Linked DNA regions of Canis lupus: all the other regions are linked to region 1. Evidence: chromatin contacts called from public Hi-C data. All regions are on one chromosome and are shown on one strand. The core of a region is the stretch at or near the end of the contact, and the rest is flanking DNA. Distances in the headings are between cores, read along the strand shown. Region 1 overlaps LOC111097026 (a long non-coding RNA gene). Region 2 holds the start of LOC119876490. Region 3 overlaps VCPKMT (protein-lysine methyltransferase METTL21D).

Region 1 (4,702 bases), core at 998-3,497:
AGGACAGCCCAGAATGGCTTTTCTAGCCCCACCCCCACCCCCCACCTGTCCAACCTTTTTTGCTCACAGGTCACAGTCAAGCTTATTAAACTTGGATGACAGTAAACCAATGACTAACTGGATAATTAAAGCCACAAGTCAGGAGGACTGGGTGGATCCCTTCTCTAAAATCTCCAGTGTCATGTTCCGCAGGCAAACACCACTTACCCATTGCTTCATGCCCCCACCCCACCGTCCCTGTCCGGCCCCAAGGAAGGAGGAAATCTAACCACACTCCCCCACACTGTTGAGTGAACGGGAACATGACCAAAGATTTCCAACTAAAACCAAAGTTACTCAGCAGAGCTTCCTGCTGGGTGGCTGGCGGTGACGTACTGGGGGACAGAAGGTACCTCTTTGGGCTCTTTCTCTTCTACGCAACTTCTCTGCTTCAGTCACTTGCAAGCCTCCCCACTTCCCTAGGAGAGGGGAGGAGAACTTCACAGCAGACAAGCCCCCACTGAGAGGACCCTGGGTTTGCTTCAAAGACAGGCCTTCTCCAAATCTGCAGTTCCAAGCAATTGCCTCTCCCCCACTACTGAAACGTGAAGCCCTGCTGAAGTTCAGTGTTCCCCAAAGCATTTCTGTGCTTCCCCCTCTAACCTAGGGCCCTCCAGACCTCCACAGTAATACCTCTGCCTGACAGGGACTTAGCTTCTCTAGTGCCTCTGCCCTTCCTCCCACCCGCAGCTCGGACTGTCCCTGCTCCCTCCTGCCTCCCCACCACTGTATCCGGGCCCCCCCCCCCCCCATCCCTGGTCCTGAGCAGCAGCCCCCTTTCCACTAGGAGACACAGGTGGAGGAGGGATTCCAAGTGGGGGGTGGGGCGGGCTCTCTGATTTTTGCATGCTATTCCACAGTAGGGGTTTGTGGTTATTTTAATTAAAAACATCTTAATGTTCCCAGCCGGTTTTTGAAGGACCTTTGATTCCAAGAAAATATAGACCATGTGTAGCCCATGGCTCCATGCTGCTTGCCCTGCCTTAGGAGGCTGTTTCTTTCCCCTGCTTATAGGGACCCTACCCATGAGAAGAAGACTAATTTGGTTTGTACTTGCTAGCCAGAATGTCTTTCACATTCAGTTCAGGTCCCTTTCTGATATTGAATTTCATGGTCTTGCAGTAGTGGCTGGAAAATAGGAATGCAAAAAACACAAATTGCCTGAGAACACTTACTGTCATTACCTAAGAGAAGAAATTAAAGTCAGTTTCTGCTCTCAATATGCTGTTTGTACAAGTGTTTAGGCTTGTTACAAAAAGAAACAAAGGGAAAAAAAAAAAGAAACGACAGAGGGGTGCCTGGGTGGCTCAGTTGGTTAAGTGCCTGACTCTTGATTTTGGCTCAGATCACGATCTCAGGGTCATGAGATCGAGCCCCTCACTGGCGGGATCCAAACTGAGCAGGGAGTCTGTCTGCTTAAGATTCTCTCTTTCTCTCTGCTCCTCCCCGTGCTCTCTCACTCTCTCTAAAATAAATAAGTAAATCTTAAAAAAAAAAAAGAAACTACAGATCCAAAATGGAGTCACTTATGTTAAGTCCAACTCTAGACTTAGCACCTAACCTTATTACAGTTTCAGTCTTTTTTCCCAGGAGTGGATTTTAAACCAATCAGCCTGTGTTTTCCTGATCAGCACTAGTGAGGGCATCTGCCAAGACCCCTGCCCTTACCCCTAAGGGAAGATGACCTTGTCTGAATCAATCCTTTCTTCTCTTTCACTAATAACTTCTTTGTCCTGTCCCTTTCCTGCCTATAAAAACCTTCCATTTTGTACAGCTCCTCAGAGCACCCTCCTATTTGTTAGATGGGACACTGCCTGTTTCACAAATTGTTGAATAAAGCCAATTAGATCTTGAAATTTACTTAGGTGAGTTTTGATTCTTAAACAGGCTAAATGCATGTTGAAAGAGTACCCACATATCATCTACGTCTCCTATCACCAGGAACTGATGTTACCAAAACTCATGTCTCATCTGTCATCTTCTCATCTGTGTTTAGCAGACTCACACAGAGCAAACCAGGAGACCTGCAGACTGATGAAGGCGCTTGAGACCAAGAAATCCAACAGCGTTCTAAACCAAGATGAAAAGTTAAAAGATAGATGATCGTCCAGCCAAGCGGCCACAAGCCCCTCCCAGAGCCCTCCTCCTGTCCTTGATGTCACTGGCTGCCTCTGCCCTGCTCAGGGGCCTTGAGGATGCTCAGCTGGGAGCCTCTGCTGGGGCCGGGTTTCCTGGCCTCCCTGCCCTGAGGGTGGGGGCGGCGGCGGTGGTAGAGGAAGTGCTGTGGGGAGCTGAGTGAGGCAGATGGCAGCAACACACCCACGGGTGACTGCAAGGCGGTGGCTGAGGACAGAGGAAGCCGCAGTTGGGGACCACCCTGCTGAAATGGCTTTCTTGACCCCTGATCCCTCAGACATGCTCCAACTAAAAAATACTAATAGTGCATAACTGTGAAGGCAGGTTCACACCCGCGTGTATGTCCTATGAGATCTCTTCGTTCCCCGGGGAGAAACATAAGCTACAAACATCACATTTCTTTCCGTGTTGAATTACTACTGTTTAAAAAGTCGAAGGAAAAAAGTAAAGTCAATCCTTCCATTAATAGATAAATTTTAAACAAGAACAGTGTGATTTCTTGCCAGTCACTGATGACTGATTTTCCAGAAGGGAATGATGTGCTCGTGAGGCAGTCATTAAGTGTGATGACAGCCACCAATTTAGTGAAGGGTCAATGGCCTGTTTATTTTTAAATATTGAAACCCTCTGCGTTATACATGGATCACTTACTTGAAATAATACCAAATAGTGGCATTATGGTGACAGAGAGAATTTGACCACTTCCTGGCAAGTCAGGAGTATTACATTTTATGTTACTTTTCTAGAGTTTGAAAGTTATTCTGAAGTAAATGCTAAGAACATTTTCCCTGGTGTCCTTGAGTTGGCTGATCCTAAGAAGGGGACCATGGACAGGATCCCCTGGGATACAGTCTGAGCGATGGGGTTAAGTCCCTGTCCCCCAGGCCATCTGTTGCCAACAAGCCAGGGCACCAGGCCTGGAGGGCTGCATGTTGGTCATAATGAGCCATCTGGCTGCCTGGCGGAAGAAGCCCATGGGAGCAGGTGTCTGGGACATTCTGGCATTACCACTGACCTTTGCCAAGGAGCAAGTTTGGTTTCGTCCAGAATGGCTCAGCCTGTTGGTAAGAATGCATCCTTTTCATCCAGGACATTTTCAGGAACTAGGCTCAAATGTTCAACCTCCAATTTGAATATTTTCTTGAGCTGTGGGGCTTATGTTGTACCTGGATTGTTCTGGGACCTCGTCCTGCCCATTCCCCTCCCCATGTAGAAGCAGGGGTATGTCTCTCCCTATCTTGTCGCCTTTGTGTATGTCCTGACCAATGACGGTGACAGGGCTTCTGGAGGTTTTCTTTGTTTTTTTAAATAAATGTGCAATTTAAGTACAAAGAGAGTTTAATATAGATTGTAGTTTTAGGAAAAGTCCTTTGGGCTATTCCTTGCTTCCAAACAAAAGCTACCTTCAAGACTTTCCTCTATAGAAATTCTAGAGCCACTACTCATCCTCTATAACATGTGTCATGAGTAAGTTGTTTCTGATAGAGTACCAAAGTACACAGGCACTTTGCCTCTAAAAAATAAGTTGATAGCTCAAGGTTGTCCATAAGGTACTCCTCTGTTCATTGGGTTTGAATTTTTCCTGGCATGGGAATGGAGACAGTGATATAGCCTGTATACTGGGTGTCCCACCCACCTGACGTGGTCCAGGGAGTGGGTTCTCTGTTACTGGGGGGTTCCTGGGAGGAAGGGCAGACAGAGGGAGAGGGAAGGTACAGGCTATAGATCCATGGCACTGCAGTAGGGTGTTACACTGCAGCAGAGAAAGGGAATATCTAGAACTTCAGATAGCTAGGGCCTTCTTTCCCGCCAACAATAGAAATTGCCAAGTAGGAGGTGGATTTAGGTCTTAAGACTTGAGAATCTCCTTTGAGGGTTCTGCTTATTTGGAAGCTGAATGTTAGAGCAACACCTAGATCAGTTCCTGAGGCCAGGCTCTCCACTCAGAGTCTCAGTCTGTGGCTAGATGGTATGATTCACTTGGTCTGAAGAATTTTCTAGACTAAATGTTTCGGCATTTTAAAATTAGTAGAATTCAGGTAAAATTGAGATTTCTGAATTTTTTTCAAGAATCAGAAGCGTCCGCAACGCCAGGCTCTCATTGTTGCATGGCAGTAATGTGCATGAGCAAGTGGTGGCCAACCCCATTAGCCAAGGCACACCCTCCCTTTACCCCACCAACGCACCCACGCAGCATCCCCCTCCTTCTAGGGTATCTTGTAGGCATGAAGGGCCACAGCACAGCTCCTGCCATGGATCCCCACTCCCCTATTCTCTCTGCCACCCAGAGGATGCCTAGACACACATTTCCTGGATCAAATTCAGACCTGGGAGCCAGAATTTATTCCTGCCCTCCCCCCTCCCACCACCACCCGCCAACGAAAGGCTCCTGCCCATTTAGTAAAGTCAAAGAATGTCAGGATTAACCCATAATTGAAACTTTTGAAAGAACTAAAGGCAGCTTTAGCCTTAGCATTCCACAGCTCCTCATTAAAACAGGGACTTTTTGTAACTCTGGGACAGCTGG
Region 2 (4,702 bases), core at 891-3,390, 91 kb after region 1:
TACACATCATTCATTCATCACATTTCCTTCCTTAAAGGAGATAGTGTATTAATGAACCAACAGGAGATCTATTTGTATGAGTTAATCCTACAATCAAACAGAATTAAATACCTTTTTTATAAAACATCTTTTCCAGTGTTCTAATTAATGGAGATGTGGATCACTCAATTATAAAAAAACTTCTATCTTCAGCTTAATCAGTTGCTCTAATGTGAAAACAGGAATGTGTATTCTTTCAACTAGGTAGAAAATGTGTATAATTTGAATTGTTAAACGCTTTTATTAATGAACAAAGTAAACATTCTAGTAACTTTTAAAGTATTGGTCTTAGACATTTGAAATGTGGTAAAAGTATATATTCCAGTTTTGCCCCAATGTCACTGAAAATATCTACAGATATCTCATCTGTGTGTGGCCTACACCATTATTGCTCCATTTTCTGGAAAGAGTCTACTTTTAAAGTTAAAAAAGAGGGAAACACAGCAAAGTTGCTAACTTTTGCAGTGAAAAAAAATCTGTTGACGGGTTACACTTTCATCTTTTTATGCAGTGTAAGTTAGCTATGTAATAAGGAACTTGCGTTTTAGCCCTACTCATGCATGATGTATGTTTCAGAACTTAATAGCTGACATTTCAAAGAACTTCTTACATTACCTGTTTAACATACTGATGTGCAACTGGAACATATTACAATGATATTACTCATTATTTGCCACTGTAGGCTAAGTTTACTATACTGGTCTTAGATATAAAAGGTCACATTTGAAATTACTAAGTTAAAGGTAAAACTCATAAGGGAGGAGTAAAGGCCTTAAATATAAAAGACAAACGGCAGTTTGATTAAGCAATAATTTTCAGTTTACTAGATGAAACAGACTTGCAACATAGTCTGCATGAATGCAAAATAAGCCATCTACAGCAAGTGATAAGGAAACTGGGCAAAAAGGAAAAAAGCATACATTGCAAAAAAGATTCTCTCGAAATAAAAAAATCAAACCATTATTATAAAGGACTTTACCAAAAACTGCTATATTTCCCCCATCCCATTTGCTGGAAGTCAGTAAGAGCATCTAGCACTTTGTGGTCATGTCAAATGTCAGATCGGAGCATCCTAATGCAAAGCAAAAAAAAAGGGGGGGGGGGGGGAGAAAGAGAAACAAAAAAGGAAACCCCTAAACCCCCCCCCCCTCCCCAACCGTAGAACAGTAACTCCAGAGTTCAAATTCAAAAGAAGAGAAAGTGGCAATTGAAAGAGGTGATGGTGGCGATAATCCTATGAATGGGTTTCTGATTTCTCTCCTTCCGGGGGATAGGTGGAGAATGCTCATTAGGATTTGTAGTTAGAGGTTAACCATGTGAGCCCCTCATAGAGTCCATCCCCTGAGGTGGCACAGGAGGGCTGCACATACCAGTTCCTGTCCCGAATCCGGGTCAGGCCCAGTTTCTCCTGGATCTCGTGGGGTTTCATGGCATCAGGCAGGTCCTGTTTGTTGGCGAAGATGAGGATTATGGCGTCCCTCATCTCCCGGTCATTGATAATGCGGTGCAGCTCCTGGCGGGCCTCGTCGATGCGGTCGCGGTCGGCGCAGTCCACTACGAAGATCAGACCCTGGGTCCCGGTGTAGTAATGCCGCCAGAGCGGCCGGATCTTGTCCTGGCCGCCCACATCCCATACGTTGAACTTGACGTTTTTGTAAGTCACGGTCTCCACGTTGAAACCCACTGTGGGAATGGTGGTCACCGACTGGCCCAGCTTCAACTTGTACAGGATTGTTGTCTTGCCGGCCGCGTCCAGGCCCAACATGAGGATCCGCATTTCCTTGTTCCCGAAGATCTTGGATAGCACCTTCCCCATCGCGTCGGAGGAGCCGGGGCCGGGGGCATTCAGGTGTCCCGGGTCCCCTCAGCCAACTACGCCGCAGCCGCCGCGAAACCGAAACGAAGCCTCCCGGCCGCGAGGGCGCCCGTGCGGCCTGCGTGGGAGTTGCCTCCTCGGGGCAGAGGCCCAGGCTCGCCACTCACTCGGGCATCACCGACCGCACAACTTGATTCCTCCAGCCGCCGCCGCCGCCGGGGCCCTGAGTCTGCGCCGGGAGAGCCGCCGCCCTGCTGAGGCGCGGCCCGGCCCGGAACTGCCCTTCCCCCCGCAAGCGCCGCGCTAGCGCCGCCGCGGTTCCCGCTCCTCCGCCTTCTCTTCACTCGGCCGCGGGAGGTCGAAGCCCTCCGGCCCACCCGCCGGTCCACGAGCACCGGGCTCACCACCGACCCAGGCCACCCGAGAGTCAGCGCGGCTCCGGCGCCTCGTCAGGTCATTGATCCTCGCCGGGATCCGGTGCGCCGCCTGCAGAGACACAGAGAGGAAGAAGGGAGTTACTGCCGGCAGGCCAGAAGGGAGCGGAGGCCCAGGTGACTCGTCCTTCCAGCTCAGTTCGCGAGGTTACCTCAAGCCGCCGCCCTGAGCGCGGGCTCCCTCTGGCCTCCACCGCCTCCTCCCAGCTCTGCCGCTGCCGCCGCCGCCGCCGCCGGAAAAGGCGCCGAAGAAACCGCCTCACTTCCCCTCCCGATCACGCAGGCGCAGCAAGGCCGACCGTTCGGTGAGAGCGAGCTCTGTAAGGAGCGCGGCCCGCGCGCCCAGCGTCATGGGCGCCACGCGCGAGGGGGCGGGGCTACGGCGGCCTGGAGGCCTCGCGGCTGCGGTCAGGCCCCAGACCCGCGAAACTCGGACTCTGACCCGTGCCCGCCTGGCGCTGTACGCGGACTTTCTGCGTCCCTGTGGCGCGCTCTCGCCTCCCCCAGCCCTCTCGAACCAGAGCAGGCAAATCCACTGGGGAGCTCCCGAGGGCGGGGCCCGCGGCCAGCCCTCTCCCGCGGTGAAAGCCTCCCCCAGGCTGCTTCCGGACGTCGGTGCCCGCCAGGTGCTCAGCGAGTTCCCTTGGGCCCGCCCCAGCCTCCGCGCGTCCTCAGTCACCCGGGAAAGCCCTATATGCTGTTTGTACGTCTCCCAGCCCGTCCTTGGCCTCCCTCATCCCGCGTGTTCTGTGCATTTCCTGAAAGACACGTGGGAGGCCCGCGTTTGGTGTGGAGTCGGCCAAGCAGTGCGGCGCTTCTACCAGGCTTGGGTTTGCCAGGAAACCCCGCTTTTCGGTGTTCGAGCCCTGTCTTACACATCTCTTCGGGACCAGACCCTGTTACTTAAAAATGACAGTGTTAACCAGAGTTCCAGTCCCTTGCTGCGTTTTCAACTTTTTAAGGTGATAACTTTTCATACTTAAGTTAGTGTGTTGAGCAGTAACTTAACCACCTAGCTTTTCTTTAAGAATCCTAGACGAGGGGATCCCTGGGCGGCCCAGCGCTTTAGCGCCTGCCTTCAGCCCAGGGCGTGACCCTGGAGACCCGGGATCGAGTCCCGCATTGCGCTCCCTGCGTGGAGCCTGCTTCTCCCTCTGCCTGGGTCTCTGCCTCTCTCTCTCTCTCTCTCTCTCTTTCTCTCTCTCTCGAACGAACAAATAAATAAAGTATTTTTTTAAAAATCCCAGACAATAATAATCTTAGCACTAGGGTTTAGAGTCAGAAAGCCTGACTACTTTTGTGACCTGGATCTAAGGCATTTAACCTTGCTAAGTTTGTTATCTCATGTGTAAACCGAGTGTAGTGCCGACCTTGCTCTGTGTACTCCGTTTCAGAGTAAATAACAAAATGTTTGTGGAAGACTTTCGGAAACTTTTTTGTAGCAAATAGTTAGAGATCAAGTTAGACTTAAAGTAAGGCGAAGCCTAAAATAAAGGAACCAAGGGGAGGAAAAACAGGAAATAGGGTTTGTTATTTTTTAAGGAAGATGCTATAGAAGCATATGATAACATACTTGTTTCATAATATAAGAATATTTGATAATGGTAGATGGGTCAGGTGATAACCTTATAAGCTTCAGCTGAAATAAACTTACTGGAGTTGTTAATATTCTGACTGATCCAAGTTTACTTTCCATCTGCCTTGATCCATCTTACTTTCCACTGTCATAAAACTGAAGGAAGGATTTTGGAGTGAGAAGATTAGGGTTCAAAGTGTTGCCTGTCCGTTTTATGGCTGTGAATCCTTAGGCCTCAACCTTCCTAATCTTCATTTTCTTTATCTGTAAAATCAGACGAAGGATAATATCACTCATAAAAAAAATAGTCACCATTTGTTGTTTGTAATGGCAAACACTGTACTAAATATTTTAAATCTATTTTTAATCCTCACAGCAATCATATGAAGTAATTTTGAGCATTAACATTTTACATATCAATAGAGAGGTTAAGGTGTTTTTTGAGGGTCACAGAGCTGAGATTAAATCATAAATGTGCAGCTCCTCCTCTTAGCCCCCTAATGATGGTATCTCCCTGACTACCTCACACAGTGGTTTGGAATCTCAAAGTGGTTTATAAAGTGCCATAGTACTTATTATTGTATTTGAGGTAGGAATTTTTTTTATATGTGGCATATAGAGGTATTATATTTTGTTGCATTCCAACATAACCAACATAATAGTTTTCTCAGAGCAGATTCCAGTTTTTCCAAGTAGATGGAGATTGATCTGCTGGGCTTGGATTTATTTTTCAGTGGAAGGAGTAATATAATGAAAAACAGAAGCAGCTGGAAGCACCTAACAGCGTCTACCTGGCACTGATACTGTGTTAGGTCTAAAAAGTTTATTTTTGAAAGC
Region 3 (4,702 bases), core at 1,045-3,544, 78 kb before region 1:
CACGAAATGGTTCCAGCTTATGAATCTCCTCAGAAGTATTTCTTTAACCACAGGAGAGTTCAAGCAATTCTCTGGGTGACCCATGAGGTTCCAGAGCGTTTTGCTACCAGGCATTGATGGTGATTCAGAGTAGCCACTCAGAGCCACCTCAGATGGGCCTGTCCCTCTCCTGACTAAAGACTTGCCTCAGCACTTGTTAAAAATAGATTGATTGATGAGAGAATACTGAGAGGGAGAAGCAGACCCCCTGCTGAGTAGGGAGCTTGATGTAAGGCTCAATCCTAGGACCCCAGGATCTTGACCTGAGCTGAAGGCAGATGCTTAACCAACTGAACCACCCAGCCCCTGTTGCCTCAGCACCTCTTGGTGGGAACATTCCAGGCTAGATGAAGGCCAGAAGGCGAAGGCTGACCTCCTACCCCTGCTGTTGACAAGCCATGAGTCCTTGGGCAAGTCCCTAGATCTGAGTTTGTTTCTTCATCTGTAAGATGGGGATGATGATGGTGGTGACGTTTGTTCTATCCACCCACAGAGTTCTTTAGAGGCTCAAACAGTAAAATGGATATGAGAGCCAAATGTCAGTTGGAAAGCTGAATGGGGACGCCTGGGTAGCTCAGCGGTTGAGCATCTGCCTTCAGCTTAGGTCGTGATCCCGCAGTCCTGGGATTGAGCCCCACATCGGGCTCCCTGCATGGAGCCTGCTTCTCCCTCTGCCTGTGTCTCTGCCTCTCTCTGTGTGTGTCTTTCATGAATAAATAAATAAAATCTGGGCAGCCTGCGTGGCTCAGCAGTTTAGCACCACCTTCAGCCCAGGGCCTGATCCTGGGGCCCCGGGATCAAGTCCCACATCAGGCTCCCTGCATGGAGCCTGCTTCTCCCTCTGCCTGTGTCTCTGCCTCTTTCTCTCTCTCTCTCTCTCTCATGAATTAATAGATAAAATCATAAATAAATAAATAAATAAATAAATAAATAAATAAATAAATAAATAAATAAATAAATAAAATCTTTAAAAAAGAAAGAAAGGTGAATGGAAGTGTGAGTTACTGTGTTTGGCTCACCTTTGACAAAAGCTGTGATTCCTTCTTCAGCCCACTCAGTCAGGCCCTCTCCACATTTGAGAATAAACAATCATTTTGCCAGGACCACTAGCTTTCTCAGTTCACAGTTACTGCCTGAGGATCTGCTTCATCTCTGAACGAACAGGTGTGCCTATCTGAGGGTCTGCAGAAGGGCGTGGGGATAGATTGTGGATCAGTTCCCCTTGGTCCCTCAGGCTTTCTTCCCTCAGACCCTAGGTGATTTCCGGCAGACCTTATCAATCTTTGCCCTCACTTTTTCTCTTCACAGGAGATATGGAGAGGCAGAGTCGCCATCTCTCCTCATTTGTGTTCAGTGGGCCAGGCCTTGTGGTAGGTGCCAGGGATACCAGCAAGTTGTGAGCTGCTGGCTGGCATGAAAAGGAGCTAGTTCCTGAAAGGAGTTAAGTGCTATGGGACAGAGCCCAATACATGCCACTCATTTTATAAATACTTATTACTATAGGAGCATAGAGGATTGGCCTGGTTTTGCAAATATGTTTCCTTTGGCTTCTCCAACATATCAAATGAAAAAACTCCTCAAGTCAACACTGTGGCTTATTTCATTGTTCCTGGGAGCCTTAGGGTTAAAGGACTTCCAGGGCAGGCCATAAACAGTGCTTTGTCTTATGGGAACTTCCAGCCCATTGGAGACCAGAGCATTAGACACTGGACTTGCAGGGGTTCCGAGGCCCCTCGGGTCCTTGTTCATCAGACAGGGCTCTCCTCAGGGCTGAAGGTCACAGGAGGGCTCAGCTGCAGGAACCCACTGGGGTTTGCTCTCAGCTGCCAGCTTTGCTCAGAGAAAAGGAAGTTCTGTGGCTGCCTGGATGGGTGGGTCCTGAAGGTGGTGGAGGACGTGCAGAGGGCAGAGAATCCTGAGATTGCCTTGCATACTCCCATCTTCAAAGCATCACCCCACCTGTTACAGTGAGGGGTATACCACCAGGGAGAGCCAGGAACAGCTGGCTTCTGGTTCCAGCTTTAGGCCTCTAGACACTGAAGAAGTGCCATGTATGCTGATATATGCTCTGAATTGACCACTGCTCAGAGCTCATTTATCCCCTGGCGCCTTCCTCCTTTGGGTACGAAAATCCAAAATACTCATTATATTCATTTTATGTAAACCCCTAGTTGTGGCACAGTGGCTAAGGATCCCCTTTGGTCCTTGAACTTTATTCTGACTTTGTTGATTTGCATTTATGTCAGTGCTGGGTGGAAACAGGAAGGTGTTCATCTAGCCCAGAGGCCTCTCCAGATGCCTTCATTTTAAAGATTCTGTTCTGTTTGTTCACATTGTGGCTTTGATGACATTTTTTCATGTTTCTTGTTTCATGTATCGTGCTAACTCCATGGCCCCCTCCTTAAAAACAAGAACAGCATCTTACATTCTGTATGATTCTTGCACTTATTGCTGGAGGAATATTCCATTATCCAGCTTAGTAATAATCCAACTTTCTTTTCTTGAGGCACCTATGATGTGTGACTAGGTCCTTGGAATACAGACATAAGCAGTTGTGGATGAAAAGCAAGGTAAGAGTGGAGAAAGAGTAGTAGCTTATTTCATAGAGTTTGGTAGGAGTGAGAGCCTTAGGATTGAGAGAAAGCAGGTAGGAGAGGGTGAAGGGAGAGAGATTGTGGCTGAAGATAATGTGGGGTTACTGGGGATGGGACACTACGTAATTTATGAAGTGAGATTTAGAGGATCCCAGATAGAAGGAATGCAATCCAGAACAAAGGCAAATGGATTGATTCTGGAAAGAAGAGGGTCACTACTTCAGTAGACTAATGGAGTGAAGGAAAGAGATGAAGCTGCATTTGGACACGGATGTCGAAGGGAAGGGGGTTCACCACCAATGTCCTTGGGTTTTCACTGTTAAATGAATCAAAAAGGAGATTTAGGTCCTGAGATTAAGGAGCTTATGCTGCTAAGGATCCTTGGTGGGTGACTTAGAAGTGCCATCTGTGACACAGAAATGCCCATGTGGCCTGATTGGGGGAGATGCAGAAAAAGGGAAGCAGAAGCAAAGTTGGGAAGCAGAGTTATCCCGAGGATCATCTTTCTCTCCTCTCCACTCTCCCCCTTCCACGTACCAGGATCCTGAAACCCCCAGAGAGTACCCCACTAACCTGGCCCCACCTCCCCTCTTCCCTCAAGAATGCCCTTTGCCAGCTACCTATCAACTAAGTGTTGCTCTTGTTTCAGTAGGTGTGCATGGTTCTGGGTACTTTTCTCTCTCAGATAATTGTGATAGTTTTAAAGGGTGGGGAGGTCCCAGTAGATTTTGGTTCATATAGACTTTACATCAGCTCTGGATCAGTATACCAAATTGTTAATTCTCAGAGAGGCAGTTCAGCAAAGTGTCAATTTGCCATATGGCCAACTTGTCAAATTTACCAAAATAACCAGTTTCCCAAAGCTTGTTTCAAGGAGTACTCTTTGGATATATTCATGCATATATTTTTCTCAAATATAGTCAGTGAGTATAAATATATTCTTCATGCATAGTCAATGATTCTGAAGATGTCCAACAAAGAAGAATATATTTTTCTTGTGGGTATAGTTAATATGAATTTGTTATAAGCTGGATTGTGCCCTTCCAAAATGCATATGTTGAAGTCCTAACCCCCCATTATCTCAGAATGTGACTGTTTGGAAATAGGGTTTTTAAAAATGTAATTAAGTTAAAATGAGGTCATCAAATAGATCTAACCCTGTATGACTGGTATCTTTATAAGAAGAGAAGATTAGGACACAGACAGGTACAGAAGGAAGAAGATGTGAAGACACAGGGAGAAGATGGTCATCTACAAGCCAAGGACAGAGGCCTCAGAAGAAACCAAGCCAACACCATTATCTTGGTCTTCTAGCCTCCAGAACTGTGAGAATATACATTTCTGTTGCTTGAGCTACCCAGTCTGTGGTAATATGTTATGAGTGGCCCTAACACACTAACACGATAATGTTATGACTATATTTTAAAATATAATATATATTTCATTAATATTTTTTAAGGAATGTTTGATTTGTATTAAATGTTTGAGTTTTAGAGCAGTTTAGTCTCCTCAAATATATTCAAGAAGAAAATATTCATTTAACATTTTAAAAGCCTTAACATAAATCTGTTCAAATTCATTGATTCTTTTTAGGAAGAATATTTCTTAAAACAAGATTTTGTTTTAAATGTTTGAATGTAGCAGATTGGTCCTTGGTTTGCAGCAAATTGGGCTGCTTTCCCTATTCTACATGTAATTAGGCTGTCCTTGGTGCAGGGGGGCTGTCAGTGTGGGACGTGGGGTGTCTATATGGAAATTCTCGTTGCACTCCTTGAGCACACACCAGACACTATGCTAGATACCTTCCCAAATGTTGTTCCCTGAATTCTCACAATAAATAGACTGAGGAGATAGACAGGTATCCCATGGTACGTAGAAGAATATCAAAACTTAAAGCGGTTAAATACTTCCCCATGGTCGCAGAGCTAATCACTGGGGAGAACATTCCCTAGTCCTGATAGATCTAGATACGTTATGTTCCAGCTCTGCTGTATCCCAGCTGTGTGACCTAAGACAAGTGGATTAACTTCTCTATACCTCAGTTTTTTCATTTATAAAATGGGAACAAT

What was found. Hi-C and Micro-C count contacts between places; a contact is called where the count stands out from the background.
Region 2: a Hi-C map of blood shows a contact between it and region 1, with 1.9 times the contacts expected there. The contact joins the promoter of LOC119876490 here to the enhancer-like site in region 1. A contact is called at or near these places in 2 of 9 Hi-C or Micro-C datasets (amygdala and blood).
Region 3: a contact with region 1 is called in a Hi-C map of skin fibroblasts, with 1.5 times the contacts expected there. The contact joins two enhancer-like sites. A contact is called at or near these places in 2 of 9 Hi-C or Micro-C datasets (blood and skin fibroblasts).

The regions. Positions count from the first base shown.
Region 1 is chr8:26,758,641-26,763,342 of UU_Cfam_GSD_1.0, reverse strand. It overlaps LOC111097026 (a long non-coding RNA gene), which reads left to right. Exons shown (of 4, transcript XR_005363227.1): 4 at 1-790. It also overlaps the pseudogene LOC119876481. Among named protein-coding and RNA genes, the nearest start is that of ARF6, 92 kb to the right of the region's middle. Within about 2 kb of position 2,247, at least 7 of the 20 cell types and tissues checked have an H3K27ac peak or open chromatin away from gene starts, as enhancers often do. A contact at or near this core is called in blood, where this site is marked.
Region 2 is chr8:26,667,337-26,672,038 of UU_Cfam_GSD_1.0, reverse strand. It overlaps LOC119876490, which reads left to right and starts at 2,140. Exons shown (of 3, transcript XM_038544659.1): 1 at 2,140-3,251. The coding sequence starts at 2,640. It overlaps ARF6 (ADP-ribosylation factor 6), which reads right to left and starts at 2,603. Exons shown (of 2, transcript XM_038544661.1): 1 at 2,442-2,603; 2 at 1-2,341. The coding sequence starts at 1,855. The coding sequence ends at 1,328.
Region 3 is chr8:26,836,798-26,841,499 of UU_Cfam_GSD_1.0, reverse strand. It overlaps VCPKMT (protein-lysine methyltransferase METTL21D), which reads left to right. Exons shown (of 8, transcript XR_005363233.1): 7 at 2,546-2,609; 8 at 3,819-4,702. Among named protein-coding and RNA genes, the nearest start is that of VCPKMT, 21 kb to the left of the region's middle. Within about 2 kb of position 2,294, at least 2 of the 20 cell types and tissues checked have an H3K27ac peak or open chromatin away from gene starts, as enhancers often do. A contact at or near this core is called in blood, where this site is marked.